Regions from separate parts of the Mus musculus genome. Here region 2 is linked to region 1. A link is a contact called in public ChIA-PET data. All regions are on one chromosome and are shown on one strand. The core of a region is the stretch at or near the end of the contact, and the rest is flanking DNA. Distances in the headings are between cores, read along the strand shown.

Region 1 (6,736 bases), core at 1,337-3,836:
TCAACTCATTTCGGCAGACAATACAACTCTCTTGGAGAGTTACACACACGGTCGGAGAAGCAAGGCAGGGTGCTAGGGCCTGTATAAGGGCCGCCAAGAGACTCCTCTTCCTAACCACCTGGAGGGCAAGACCTCAACGTGACTTAAGGTCAGGTAATGAGGGTAAAGGAGTCTGTGTCTCATACATAACCAAGGGCCCTACAGCCCTAGTCATCAGCTCACCTTAGCAGATGTGTGGGGAGGGAGTGGGAAGGAAGGAAGGAGCGGTGGCCATTACTCAAGTGATCTTTAAATGTAAAAGATAACTGATTGTGCCTTAAAGATTCATAGGTCAAGTAATGGCCCATAAGCACCAAGGTTCATTTTAGAGTATATAAGGCCCACAAAGACACCAACCTTAAAAGTATCAACAAACTAGTTATGAGTTCTGTTCCTCACACAAACGTAATCCTTCAATCCACCTTGCTTTCCAAGGAATATTGCTTTTTCTTCAAAAAACAAGAGACTGATTCTTACACCATTCATTGATAAACAAAGAAAACAAAAATAAAACTCTTAATGGTGATGGTGGGGGAACATTCTTTTCATGATTCAGTCAGTCAATTTTGATACTGTAGACAAAAAGAAAAGGCAGTATTGAATATATGTATATATAAAACATATATACACATTAATATAATCAGTTTTCCTATAAAGTCAGCAGATACAAGTGACTTTATTATTTTGATGTGTGGTTTTTAATATTACTACCACTTAAAATCATAGTGGCCGATCTGACATGCATCAATAAATAAATTTAAAAAGCATGATGTTAAAAAAGCAGAAATTAAATACAGAGTCTAGATTTGGATTTAAAATTAGAGCTATGCATAAGAATGTGGCAATTCTTGCAAGCTTGGTTTTCAATTAAAGTAAGGAAAACAAAGCAGTAGGCTGGCTAACAGTTCACATTACTTAGCTATGATGTCTTCTCTCAAGTGTTTTTCTAAGGGAAACGACTTTATTAAAATCTGGACAAGCTCACTCACAGTGGTGAGATCTGCCCCTGGCCTGCCACCTTCCTGTTCTTCGCTTTCCGATGCACCCAGAGCTGCCCCCTTAACACCATCTCCAGCCTCATCCTAGGGTACCAGCTCAAAACAATACCGGGAGAAGCAGGCGGCCTTTGGTCAGGTGAACCAAGATCTACCTCAGGGCCCAACAGACTCTGTCGCGCTCTCTCCTTTGGCAGCAGCCTTCCTAAGCTGGCATCTGCAACACCTGCACTGGTCAAGAGCAAAACAAACCTTAAGTAATCCATCTCTGATCTTCCCTTAGAGCTTCAGATTTTAGTGACCTCCCTGGGCTACCAATAATACACCTTGGTTTTTCTTTGTCTTTTTTTTTTTTGTCTGTCATACCTGACATCACACGCCAAAGGCAAGTCTTCAAATCCTAAGGATAAGTACACATTGTACAAGTGACAGTAAGTCCCTGGTGAGTTACACCTGCTAAGCTCCCAACCAATTTCAAGCTGTGCACTGTATCAAAGTCTTACGCCAGGCTTTAAAAGAAAACAAATCCAGAAAATAAACCAGCACAGAACAGGTTTTCTTCTGTTGCGGTGGGGGCGTGAGGCAGGAGTCTGGTTTTTAAGGTATACAATAGCGGACTTCTGACTTTAAAAAGAAAAGAAAAGATTGTCGTGGGAGAGATTGTGTTTAATGCTCTGCTCCTCCCCGCCCAACCCTCCCCACCTCTTGGATCTCCTGAAAAGTGAGAATACAATGAAACTGGTTTGTATTTATATAGATATTTTACAAGGTTAAATAAGAACAACAATAAAAAAAATTGAACACTAAAATGAACAGGGTTTTTTTGTTTTTGTTTTTGTTTTCCTCTTTTTAATTTTCTTTCCAAACGTGACCAGTGTTGCTGAGTGGCACTCAAGTAAGTGCTGGTCTTTCCCGCGCAGCTGGCTCCTGGGGGCTGTTCAGGTGGAGTTGGAAGCTGATGCAGAAGCGGCGTTATTGGTCTGTCCACGGTCTCCAGCATTAGTATCTGCAAATCCAAAGGCCCAAGAAAGCGTGAGCAACGTTATAACACTGCAAAGAGCACAAGTACACCACTCACCGCACAGTGCTGAGGCCTACCAGAGCTGTCATTGCCTATGTGGGTTCAAACACACAGCACCAGGACTTCCTTTCTGCTAGGAGCTCAGTGATGGCACAAGTGTGCGTGCACATGCGTGTGTGGTGTATGTGCGTGTGGCAGTACACTTAATGCATCACAGACTCAGGAATTTGAGGTCACTTCTGTCAAGGCTTTGCTATAGCTAGTACTGACCGGCAGTACTCAGGTTGGAGTCTAGCTTACTGAAAATAAATGACACTAGCTAAAGATCCTGAGCCGTGTTCCAACAGGCCATCTGCTAAGGGCCTGGACAAGTGAAGACACAGCAGATGCCAAGAACACATAGGAACCTTACCACTTAAGGGTAAGCTGTTCAGTTTATCAACTTCACGACCACTTTCTAAAAACTGCACTTCCTCTCTGAACTCTGCATTTTCCTGTTCCTCAAATAATCTGCCCTTCCATTCCTTTAGCCCACTAGGGGGCAGTCAACAGGGGAATGCTTTTAGTTCTACTTCCTTATAGATACCACAGAGTCACGCTGCCAGAGCACGGAAACATCTAGCTCACAGGTGCATGGCACATGAACCAGAGCCTCCTTCCGAAGGCAGCAGGCGGCTTTCTCAGCACTGAAGAGTCAGGTCTAAGGCTTCAACCATGACTTCCTTAGACATGCCCTACTAGAAGGGAGTTTTCTGTTCACAGCCACCTAAATTTGGTGTACTACTAACTCAACATGAATTCCTGTCTAGAAGACAGATCACATCAGGGCTTTCTTCATCATTTTTAGAATTCAGGCACAGGCTGCATTAATTAAAAACATTTCAGAAGCAGGCTGGAAAACCAGAGTTACTTCAGAATTGCAATGTTCCTAATAGCATTTCCTGGTTCTACACAATTGTCAACAAATGCACGGTCATCACCAAATGACACCCACTTTCAGCAGAAGATGCCAGGAGGAACTTTTGTTCTATCTTACAACCCAGGACTTAATGGATACCTATCACATCCACATATCAACTAGTATGGTAGGCAGCTCTGGCCATGGTGGCTACCAGGGTTGCCAGCAGATGCCTGCCAAGGTGAATACAGTAAATACTCCCCCTACCAGCAACCTGCACATTTCGGGTAATTACTCTTTTGGTAAAGTCCTTTGTAACAACTAATCGTCAGATGCCCTTTACCAGCTATAGCCCATTCATACCAACCATCCTCCCCTTCCTCTGAGTAAATTCAAAGTCTGTCTGCATGATCAGCATGAAAAGCACAAACATTTTATGTGATCATGTAACTGGAAATGAGCTTCCTATCTGAATAATAAAATCTGCTGGGTGTTCATGTTCCTCAGATTTAAAATCTAACGATCTCATCATTGTTCTCAGCATTGTATCCAAACCATGTGATAAGGAGTCTTTAACAGGTAATCATGATTACCAAAGTCTTTTTGCCAGGTGTGGTGACCATCTCTGTCTACACAGTGAGAGAGACAATGATTCCACATACAAGCAAATCCTTTATATGCAAAATTACGCTTTTAATTTGTATTTTAAAAAAGCATCAAACAAACAAACAAAAGAAAAGCTGGCTAGAGGCTCAATGTGGTGTAGGGGCTGCTGTACAGAACAGCTCATCTTTACTATATGAAGACAGAACAGAATATACAGAAGAGACAGTTGGAGCAGTCAAACACTCTGTATGGGATGGGTAGAGAATAAAGCATTCTGAAAACAAGTGCAGAGCTGACCCTGTACTAGGTCAACCACCTCTAGAAACAATGTTCACTCTCACTCTCGCCCTTCTCAAGGTCCTACAGAAACCATGCCTCCATCCCAGAACAGACTTGAGAGGGAATGGACAATGTCACAAACCACTTGCTCTGGGAAGAGGAAGGACGGCCTAAGGTCATCCTGATGCACTGCAGCATCTCCCAAGATGACATCGGTGACTCTGCACCCATGCCCACTGCAAAGATTACGGTGTGTGATTTCTAAGGAAGGACCTAACAGATGGCTTCTGCCTTATTCTCTCTACTGACCACTTGGTGTAGGAGAAGACAACTGACATGATGGAAAGCCCTCAGCTACCTAAGGTGTCCCCAGAAGGAGTGGTTGGACCTGTCCGTGCATGTTAATTCCATGGATGACCCATCCTAACACTAAAGAACAAACTACCTTAGCTAAGCTTTTCAGGACACAAACCTGAAAGTCATCATCTTGGTTTCTGTTTCTCCTCCACTCCTCATTTGTACAGCAATTCTCATGCATTCTGGGGCGCAGTGTGATTACCAAGTGTGCAAACTGGGAAACAGTGGAGGGTCACACTTTAACCTGTGCCCCAGGGCCTGAGAAAGGCACATCCATGTGGAATCGGCTGGGAGGAGAGGACAGAGAACAAACACAGGAGCTGAGGTCCTGATGGTTCTGCACCATGAAATCAGTCTTTCCAAAGTGTGTGTTTGGAAGAGAAAACGGCTCTAATGCAAAGAAATGCGTACAGTATGGTCCAGCTCTGATGCCGGGAACGTTCTATTTATACTGACCAACGAAGCCAAAGTGACTACTTAGGCTACATGTGGCTACTTAGGCTGTAATTAAGAAAGAACAACATTTAGTGCCTTATTTGTTCAAAACACTTTCCAAGTTTTCCAAAAACCACAGTTATTAAAATTGTAATATTTCTACAAGTGACATATTAGTAAGGGAATATTTTAGATAATCAAATTAACCTGTATAAATGTATGTACATTTGAGAACTCAAATGCATTTCATTTCCCTTATTTCTGTCATTATGCTCTGCCAACTCCAGTCTAAAGCCAGTATTTAGGTTAATGGTTAGAAATCTCATGACATGTCAGGTCCCATAAAACAAAGTTCTGGCATCCAGAAATCTATTATTTATACTGCAGAGGTAATTTAGTGAAGCTGCTCTGAGTGGAAACAAGCCCTAATGCAAAGCAATGTCTTTTGTTATCAGTTGCAGGAATAAACACAGCTACCCTTCACTGATCAAAGTGTGTCCCCCAAGTGTGTGCTCTGAGACTAAAATCATAATCTACACCAGCAGGCTCAATGCCCCACCTACAGTCAGTTTCTGCTTCTCTCTTCATAACACCTATTATGATTTTCATAGCTAATAATAAGGGAGAGGAATCCTTCCTTAGCAACTCATTTTCAATTCTTTCTATGTTATTCCTAGAAAGAGACTTGGCACAAGATACCAAAGACGTCATCAGTCATTTTAAAACTATAAGCAGAACATAGAAGCCTGTGATCTAGCCCACCCACCAGGGCCCGTGGCCTGTCAGGGAGACGACTCATATCTGATCTGCGGATCCCAGAGAAGCAGGAAGAGGCTTGACTGTTCAGGGTAGAGAACTGAAGCACATGGGGTTATGGGAAATATTTTCTCTCTTTCTTTTTTAAGTTAAAAAACATCTAATTAAGGAATAATGAAGAAAAAATAAATAAAAGTAAGCAGGTAAGTTAAGGCCAGTAAGTGAAATCTGAAGAATACTTAAGAAACATTCAGAATGAACCATAAAACACTCATTAGCTGAATCAAGATTTCAAATTCCTTTACGAGGCAGTGGAAATCTCCAGGTGACATCTGACTTAATAGGACAGGACGTGCTTGCACACATAAACCCACAATTTTCTAGAAGCAGCACCTACCACTCACTGCTTTCATAAAACTAAGTTCGTTTTTCTTTTTTAAAAAACGCATCTGTGTATGCATGTTTGTAGGTGTGCAGGAAAGTGTGCATGTCGTGTACGCACGTGCTCAGGAATTGCATGTTTGCCTGCCAACCTCAGAAGTGCACTGACCTACTACTTTAAGATACTTTGTCACATTATATATATATTTATATATTTCTTTACTTAGAGAGTGCAGACATACACCTGTGCATGGAAAACCTGGGGGGAGGAGGGAGGGCCGCGGATTCAGTTTGGTCCTTTTCCCACATGGACCACAGGTAATCAACAAGCATCCTTACCTACCAACATCCTGCTTTGGGACAGGGTTTCTCACTGGCCTGGAGCTCACCAATTAGGATGGAAAACCAGCAATCCCCAGGGACCCTCCTGTCTCCGCCTTCTTACTGCCGGATTATAAGCAAGTACCAGCACATGAGGCAAGCACCTCACAGACTGAGCCAGGGTCTTAAACAGCTCAAAAATGCCGCAACCTCCTGGTCCCCTACCTTGCAAGTACTGGGGAAAAGGGGCATGCATTGCCATGCCAACCTGGCAGGTTTTACTATAGCAATTCATATACAAGTTTATGAAGTAAACTTAGCCCTAACATAGAGTACATACAAACTTGTTGGTGTGAGTCTCTTAAACTACAATGGTTAAAAATAGAAACCTATTTACCTAGAAGAGCGACACACATTTGGCTGCTAAACTGGTAACATGTAAATGTGTGTGTACACATGCTCACAGTGAGCTCCCCACCCCCACTTTCCTGGGAAATTAAAAAGCACTTTCACTGCAATAGGGAGTGGGAACTGGAACAGGGTTTTTGGAAGGCAATTTGACAGTATGTATTAAAAACTTTTAAAATTCCTTATTCCTTTATTATTTATTACTCCCAAAACTATTTTAGTAATTAATTTGAAAGAATA
Region 2 (6,736 bases), core at 1,291-3,790, 110 kb before region 1:
GTTCTCAAAAGCTTTATACTGTCTCAGATCTACTGGGTGCCTCAAATTGTTGGCACCAAACTGTTACAACCCCATTCTAGAAACTGAACTAAGCTGCTACTTAAACATGCTATATTAACCAGGCAAGCTACCTTTTGGAGAATGCTGCCTGCCTCGCAGCTACCTCTGTAAGGTTAACACTCAAACTTGAAGCATTACAGTTCACTCACCACGTCATATCTTAAATCCCAGTGCCCTCATGCACTCCTTGTGGGCTTCAATGAGATGTCCACAGTGTTCTTCTCCTTTCTCAATGATGCTATAAAATAAGATGCACTCGTTACCTAATAAATAGACGACAAGCACATTCATGGAGAATCTGTGACAGGGAGTGAGACAGGGCACGTGCAGATGTAGCTGGAGTGACAAACAAATCCCTACTACACCAACCAGCTCAGCTCCTTTGCTCTCTGGTATTTGCTCTTAAGATGGTTCTGTTCCCACAAAAGTGTTCCATAGAACTAAGGTCTTAACGTTTGTTTTTGTTGTTGTCTGGGGAAGGTTCTAATTAGATGAAATAATTATGTGTAGCAAATGATGCCTTTATTCTATACCCAAGGAATAATAAACATTTCTTTATAATGAAATAAACTGAATATTTACATAAAATGACGAGGAAAGAGTCTAACGTTTGGTCCTCCTATCACACAGAAATTAACTTCCTGTTTCTCCTTTTCCTCTTACATCCAAATACCTAAGCCTACCTTTAATCATTAAACACCCAACAACATAAACATCAAAAGAGATCTGGTAGCCACGAGCAACCAAGATGAATCGTTCTTCAGAAGGTTAAGGGTCTGTGATGATAAAATCCTAAGAGTAGTCACAAGAGCCCAAATGTACTGAAACACCCCTGTAATCATGCTCGGGAAGCTAAGACAGGAGACTCCTCAGGAGGAGGCCAGCTTGGGCTACATGGCAAAACCCTGTCTCAAAAAGAATAAGAGGTTCTCCTATTACCATCCTTACCAGCAGATGAGAAGACTGGGTGTGACAGTGAGTTCCGTATAACAGCTAGCTTCCCCTTACCACCGACACCCACTGCTAAACCTTACAGAAATGCGGGACTCGTTCAACACACGTGTGAAGCAGACTTGTTAAGTACCTTGCATAAGGTCACCAACTTGGAGGGAGAAGATTCAAAGCCTGACTGTATTTCTAAGCTCTGAGTCTTGAGCCACACCAAAGTCTCCTTAAGCAGGTTACCTTGGTATTTCAAGAACCTTGGTATCAGATCGATCTTTAAATTCTCCATTTATAGGTAGTGATAATAATAACTGGTTACACTCTTATTACCTTACAATACCAAGGAATACTTTGTTTTGTGTATTTTTCTATTTTTATTTTGAGACATGGTCTCACTCGGATGTTCAGGCTAGACTTAAAACTGTTTCAGTCTCTCCGGTAATGAAATCACACCATGAGAATCCATATTTGTTTCTCCGAGTATTTTTCTGCTTTGATGGGAGAAGATGGAGATGCATAGCCACACTGAGGACTTCAGTATCTGCCCCAGAACCCAGGCTACATAAAAGGGAGGAGACCAAACAAAACCTTTTGTGACTTGATGATAAAGTCGATGAACATTAATATCACCTCTGTCCTGTAGACAAGTTTTACAATTTGTTTTTATGTGTATAGGTGTTTTGCCTGCACACCATGTGTGTGCAGTGCCCGCAATAGCTAGAAGGGGGTGTCAGATTATTCTGGGGTTGGAATTACACAAGATTGTTAACAGTCGTGTGGGTGCTGGGAATCGAAACTAGGCCCTCTGGAAGGTCAACCAGGGCTTTTATCCACTTAGCCATCTCTCCAGCTCCAGACAGGTTGACTTTTAACTTCTTGGAAAGGGTATCCCTTCAGAAATGTATCCTGTGTTCTACTATTCACACGTTTCGACCAAAAAAAAAAAAAATTACTAAAGATTACCTGAAAAATTTACACCTAGGTCTTAGTAAATCTATCACAGCTGGTGGTATAGTATTGGCTGGTAACAAATCTCCACATATTTTAAATGCCTTTAAATCAAGAAGCATCTTTACGCACTTCTATTTATCTGGGTCTTATCCCTAAGAAGACTAAAATGCAATCGTAGTAAGGAATGAAGGACGAGAACCTTGGGATCAATGTAACCTCTTGCCCTCTCCGTTGACCCCTAACTGAGACTGGGGTGCGGGATCAGGGAGCAGAGAGGACAGCGGAACTATGGGTCCCTGCATCTCCAGAGTCCCAGAGAGCAGAGTGGAGCCGAGCTGCTAAAGCCCGGGCTTCCCTCCCGGGCTACGCACTGACCACGCATCACGCGCCTTCTTGGTTTCCGGGCAGGCACAGCAGGGCTTCAGTGGCTTCTTCTCCTGAGCCTCGGGCGGGGCAGGGCTAGCGGCCGCCAGTCCCGGCATCTTTCCAGGCGAAAGCAACTATGAGCGCACACGCGCAAAGCTCCCAAACTCCGACTACCCTGAGCCGTCTGTCTCCACTTCCGCAGTCAATCGAAGGGGGACAGGAAGTCCCGCCTCTCCGGACGGAAGTAAGTCTAAGAAGCGCGTGCGCAAAAGAAGTGGTACAAGGCCTCGCTCCAAGGGCGTGGCGTCAGCGCTGGCGCAAAGGTTAAAAGGTCACCCAGAATGGTTTTTGTTTTTGTTTTGTTTTTGAGATTGTAATTTAATTACATCATTTTCCCTTTCCCTTTCCTTTCTACAAATCCTTACATATACATACCCATTCCCCACTATCCTTCAAATTCATGGCCTTTTCCTCCCTAATTGTTATTGCATGCTTATATGTATACATGCATACATATATTCCTATATGACCCATTCAGTCCAGTATAATGCTAACTGTATTCGTATTTTCAGGGCTGACCTTTTGGTACTGGACAAGCAGTAGCAGATCCGGGTTCCACCCTGGGATATTTTATGGTCTTTCTTCCTTCCTGCTTTGTAGACATTCTGCAGATACAGATACAAAGGCCCCCTACCTCCTATTTCTCTCCGGCATATATGCTAAATTTTCAGATAATATATCATGACACAGTAGTCATGAAAGAAGATAAGATTTTTTTCTACTTTCAACAACTGTGATGGGCTGTCTCTGTCTCTCTGTCTCTGTTTCTCTCTCTCTCTCTCTCTCTCTCTCTCTCTCTCTCTCTCTGTGTGTGTGTGTGTGTGTGTGTGTGTGTGTGTGTGTGTGTTTTGGATAAGTAAATGACATGGTAACTGATACTGAAAGTGTAACCCCCTCAGTAGAGCTCCATTGCTTCAAATCAACCATTCTAATTGTATTCAAGTTCACTAAGATGTACAGCATTGAGTGGCTTCCTTAAACTAGCTGTAGGTCAGGAAAAAAGTGGTTTGTAGTTATTTATTGTATGTATCTGAGTACACTGTAGCTGTCTTCAGACACACCAGAAGAGGGCATCAGATCTCATCACAGATAGTCATGAGCCACCATGTAATTGCTGGGAATTGAACTCAGAATCTCCAGAAGAGCAGCCAATACTCTTAACCAGTGAGCCATTTCTTCACACACACCCAAAAAAGTGGTTTTAATTTTAATATAAATATTTATAGACAAAGTCTCTAGCCTAAGCTGGCCTTGAATGATCTGTGGATGACCCTGAACTGATTATTAAATGTTGGAATTACAAGTGTGTGCCATCCTTTCCTGGTATATAAGGACTTCCTGCATGTTAGGCAAATAGTCTACAAACTGGGTTACATACCCTCAGCTCCTAAACTGGTTTTATTAATTGTGCAATCAGATATTTGTCATTATACCAATTAACAGAATTAAAAATGCCTTTTCCTGGCATTTCTTAAATTCAACTAGGATCAATATAATCTTCAGCATCACAGCTTCCCTGTATAGAGTTGAGCGTGAGAGGCATTTAATCTTCATAACAAACGGAGGTTCAGAAGGGCATATGATTCATTCAGAGCTACATAGCTCATGAGGTTCCATCTCTCCCCATGGTCCATGCACTATCCTGTGCAATGTATCTAAAGGCAAAGTAACTTTCACTTTCAAACCACTCACCTGTATTTACTGGCGCTACTGCATTTTTGTGTAGAGTAAATGAACAAAGAAGAAAAAGAGTAGAACTGGAAAATGTAAGGATTGTGAGGACTGACTTTGATACAAATTGTAGACCACAAAAAGAAGGAGCAGAGGAGGAGAAGGAGGAGGAGGAGGAGGAGGAGGAGGAGAATTGGAACTTTATTGCAACTGATAAGTTTTCCTCTCATTTTTCCCTTTGTGAAGGAAAGTTCCTGGCTTGAACCACACATCACTCTGAACTTCCTGAAAGGCTGATCAACTGATTACAATTTTAGAGATCTTAGTAAGGCTGGAAGGTTGCTGGATTATAGCCAAGTAGTATTGGAGCAGCTTTAGTCCCCACATAGTGGTCTTTTACTGCCCCCTTCTGTATGTGATCTAACATCTTTGTGAGCATTAGGTAAACCCTTTGGAATCTATGAGCAGACCCCCTCCCCCCAACCCCCAGTTCCCACCAACCAAAAGGCTGAGAAGATCATCAGACACCATCTGAGGCTATGGCTGAGATTTTCTTACCTTCCTGTGACCTGTCCACCTAATGTTTTTACCGCTGTGTATGGGAAGTGTCTTGATTTATGATTTTGCTTCTTTACTATAAAACTACATGGGAGTGTCATATCACCATACTGGAATGTGGAATTTAGGGTAGTGTGAAACTGTTCCCAGACCCATAATCATCCATATTTGTTCCCAGAATAAACTGTCTCTTATCCCGTGTGTGTGTGTGTGTGTGTGTGTGAGAGAGAGAGAGAGAGAGAGAGAGAGAGAGAGAGAGGGAGAGGGAGAGGGAGAGAGAGAGAGAGAGAGAGAGAGAGAGAGAGAGAGAGAGAGAGAGAGAGACTGGTACTGATTAACAACAGTCCTCTCAGGGAAAGAAATCTCCTTCTTCTTGCTTCCTTTAACTAGATGCTTCTGAGACTGTAATAAACCCTATAGACTGTCTCTTGAGTGCTATGACCTACAATAGCTGCTTCTTTGAGGTAAAATGGCCTGCCCATGGAAAAAAAAAATACAGAGCAATCTGGGAAGGATGAAACGAACACATTCCAGCACTCGGGAGGCCAGAGCAGGAAGAATCAGAGTTCAAGGCCAGCCTGGGTCTCATAGCAAGGTCCTGTCTATAAAACAAACAAAAGGTCTCCTTTCCAGTGGGAGACATTTACTAATTTGTACTCACCAGCTTAACTCTTGTTTTAAGATGGTCTAATTAACTTATCCATTCGGGTTACTTTTTCCTTTTACCCTTGATGAATGAGTAAGCATTAAATTTCACTTTTCTTTCTCTGCCCACGTGCTTGTAGACTGAGATGGTTTATTTTATATTAAGTGGACATTAAGAATACAAAACATGGGCTGTTGAGATGACTCAGCAGGTAAGAGCACTGACTGCTCTTCCGAAGGTCATGAGTTCAAATCCCAGCAACCACATGGTGTCTCACAACCACCCATAATGAGATCTGACGCCCTCTTCTGGTGTGTCTGAGGACAGCTACAGTGTACTTATGTATAGTAATAAATAAATCTTTTTAAAAAAGAAAAAAGAATACAAAACATAACGCAGTTATTGTTTCCCATTTAATCCCAAGACAAACATTAATAAGATATTCCCTAGAGAAGAGCTATGGTAAGATGTTAAATTGAAGGGCCTGAGAGACAGCTTAGTGGGTAAAGACACAAGTCACTGAGCCTGATGACCTGCCTTCAGTCTCAGGACTCAGATGGTAGTATGCAGTTAACAACTCCACACATGTACTATCGTGTGTGCGTGCACATAGTATTTGCATGTCTGCCTCTGAATTTAAAAAAAGGAAAAAAAAAAGCTTTCCATTTCCTCTGGGAAAATACATATCATACAATGTTCTCTGATTTCTGGATGCCTGGAAAGTCTGAGTTTTACCACATTTGCAAGCCAGTTCATATGTGATGGCTGAAACTATCAAACTCCTGGGCTACAGATAAAGGACATTTTATCACTTGCAGCAGGGCATTATACAAGTTTCCAGAATCTCATTTCCCATGGGCAATGTGAAAAAGACCAAATAGTACAAAATTCTTAAGGACAAGAACTAAGAATGTCTCACTCCCTTTGGCTTAAAGGGCAACACTGTCTCTATCACTGTCTCTATCACCCATCACTCTTTCCTACTCAGAGTCAAGGACAGACAGTGGCCCCTCCCTTATAAGACAAAGGGAATCAGCCCCTGTGTAGAGTTCTCTCAACATGATTAGAATTGGGCTGGAGAGATGGCTCAGCGGTTAAGAGCACTGATTGCTCTTCCGAAGGTCCTGAGTACAAATCCCAGCAACCACATGGTGTCTCACAACCATCCCTAATGAGATCTGATGCCTTCTTCTGGGGTGTCTGAAGACAGCTACAGTGTACTTACATATAATAATAAATAAATCTTAAAAAAAAAGATTAGAATTAACTTTGTTAGTGATAATAGCGAGATTATTTTGGACTAGTGTGTATCTCAGTAGTAGAGTGCTTATAGCATATGTGAGACCCTAAATTCAATTCCCAATGCCACAAAAATAATGAATGAATAAATAAATGAACAATATTAGTTCGAGGCGTTGGCTAATTTTAAGGTAAAATGATACTATGAAATTTCTTTTTAAAAGAAGAATGGATCATGGG

What was found. ChIA-PET counts read pairs in DNA pulled down with a chosen protein or histone mark.
Region 2: an RNA polymerase II ChIA-PET map of memory CD8 T cells shows a contact between it and region 1, with 9 read pairs. The contact joins the promoter of Cox17 here to the enhancer-like site in region 1. A contact is called at or near these places in 2 of 39 promoter capture datasets (the C10 cell line and liver), 1 of 484 Hi-C or Micro-C datasets (nephron progenitors) and 2 of 115 datasets of contacts at active chromatin or transcription factors (embryonic stem cells and memory CD8 T cells).

The regions. Positions count from the first base shown.
Region 1 is chr16:38,235,806-38,242,541 of GRCm38.p6, reverse strand. It overlaps Gsk3b (glycogen synthase kinase 3 beta), which reads right to left. Exons shown (of 11, transcript NM_019827.7): 11 at 1-2,040. The coding sequence ends at 1,973. Among named protein-coding and RNA genes, the nearest start is that of Nr1i2, 56 kb to the left of the region's middle. Within about 2 kb of position 2,586, at least 77 of the 459 cell types and tissues checked have an H3K27ac peak or open chromatin away from gene starts, as enhancers often do. A contact at or near this core is called in memory CD8 T cells, where this site is marked.
Region 2 is chr16:38,342,803-38,349,538 of GRCm38.p6, reverse strand. Cox17 (cytochrome c oxidase assembly protein 17, copper chaperone) reads right to left here and starts at 2,540. Exons shown (of 3, transcript NM_001017429.2): 1 at 2,332-2,540; 2 at 210-298. The coding sequence starts at 2,438. The coding sequence ends at 214.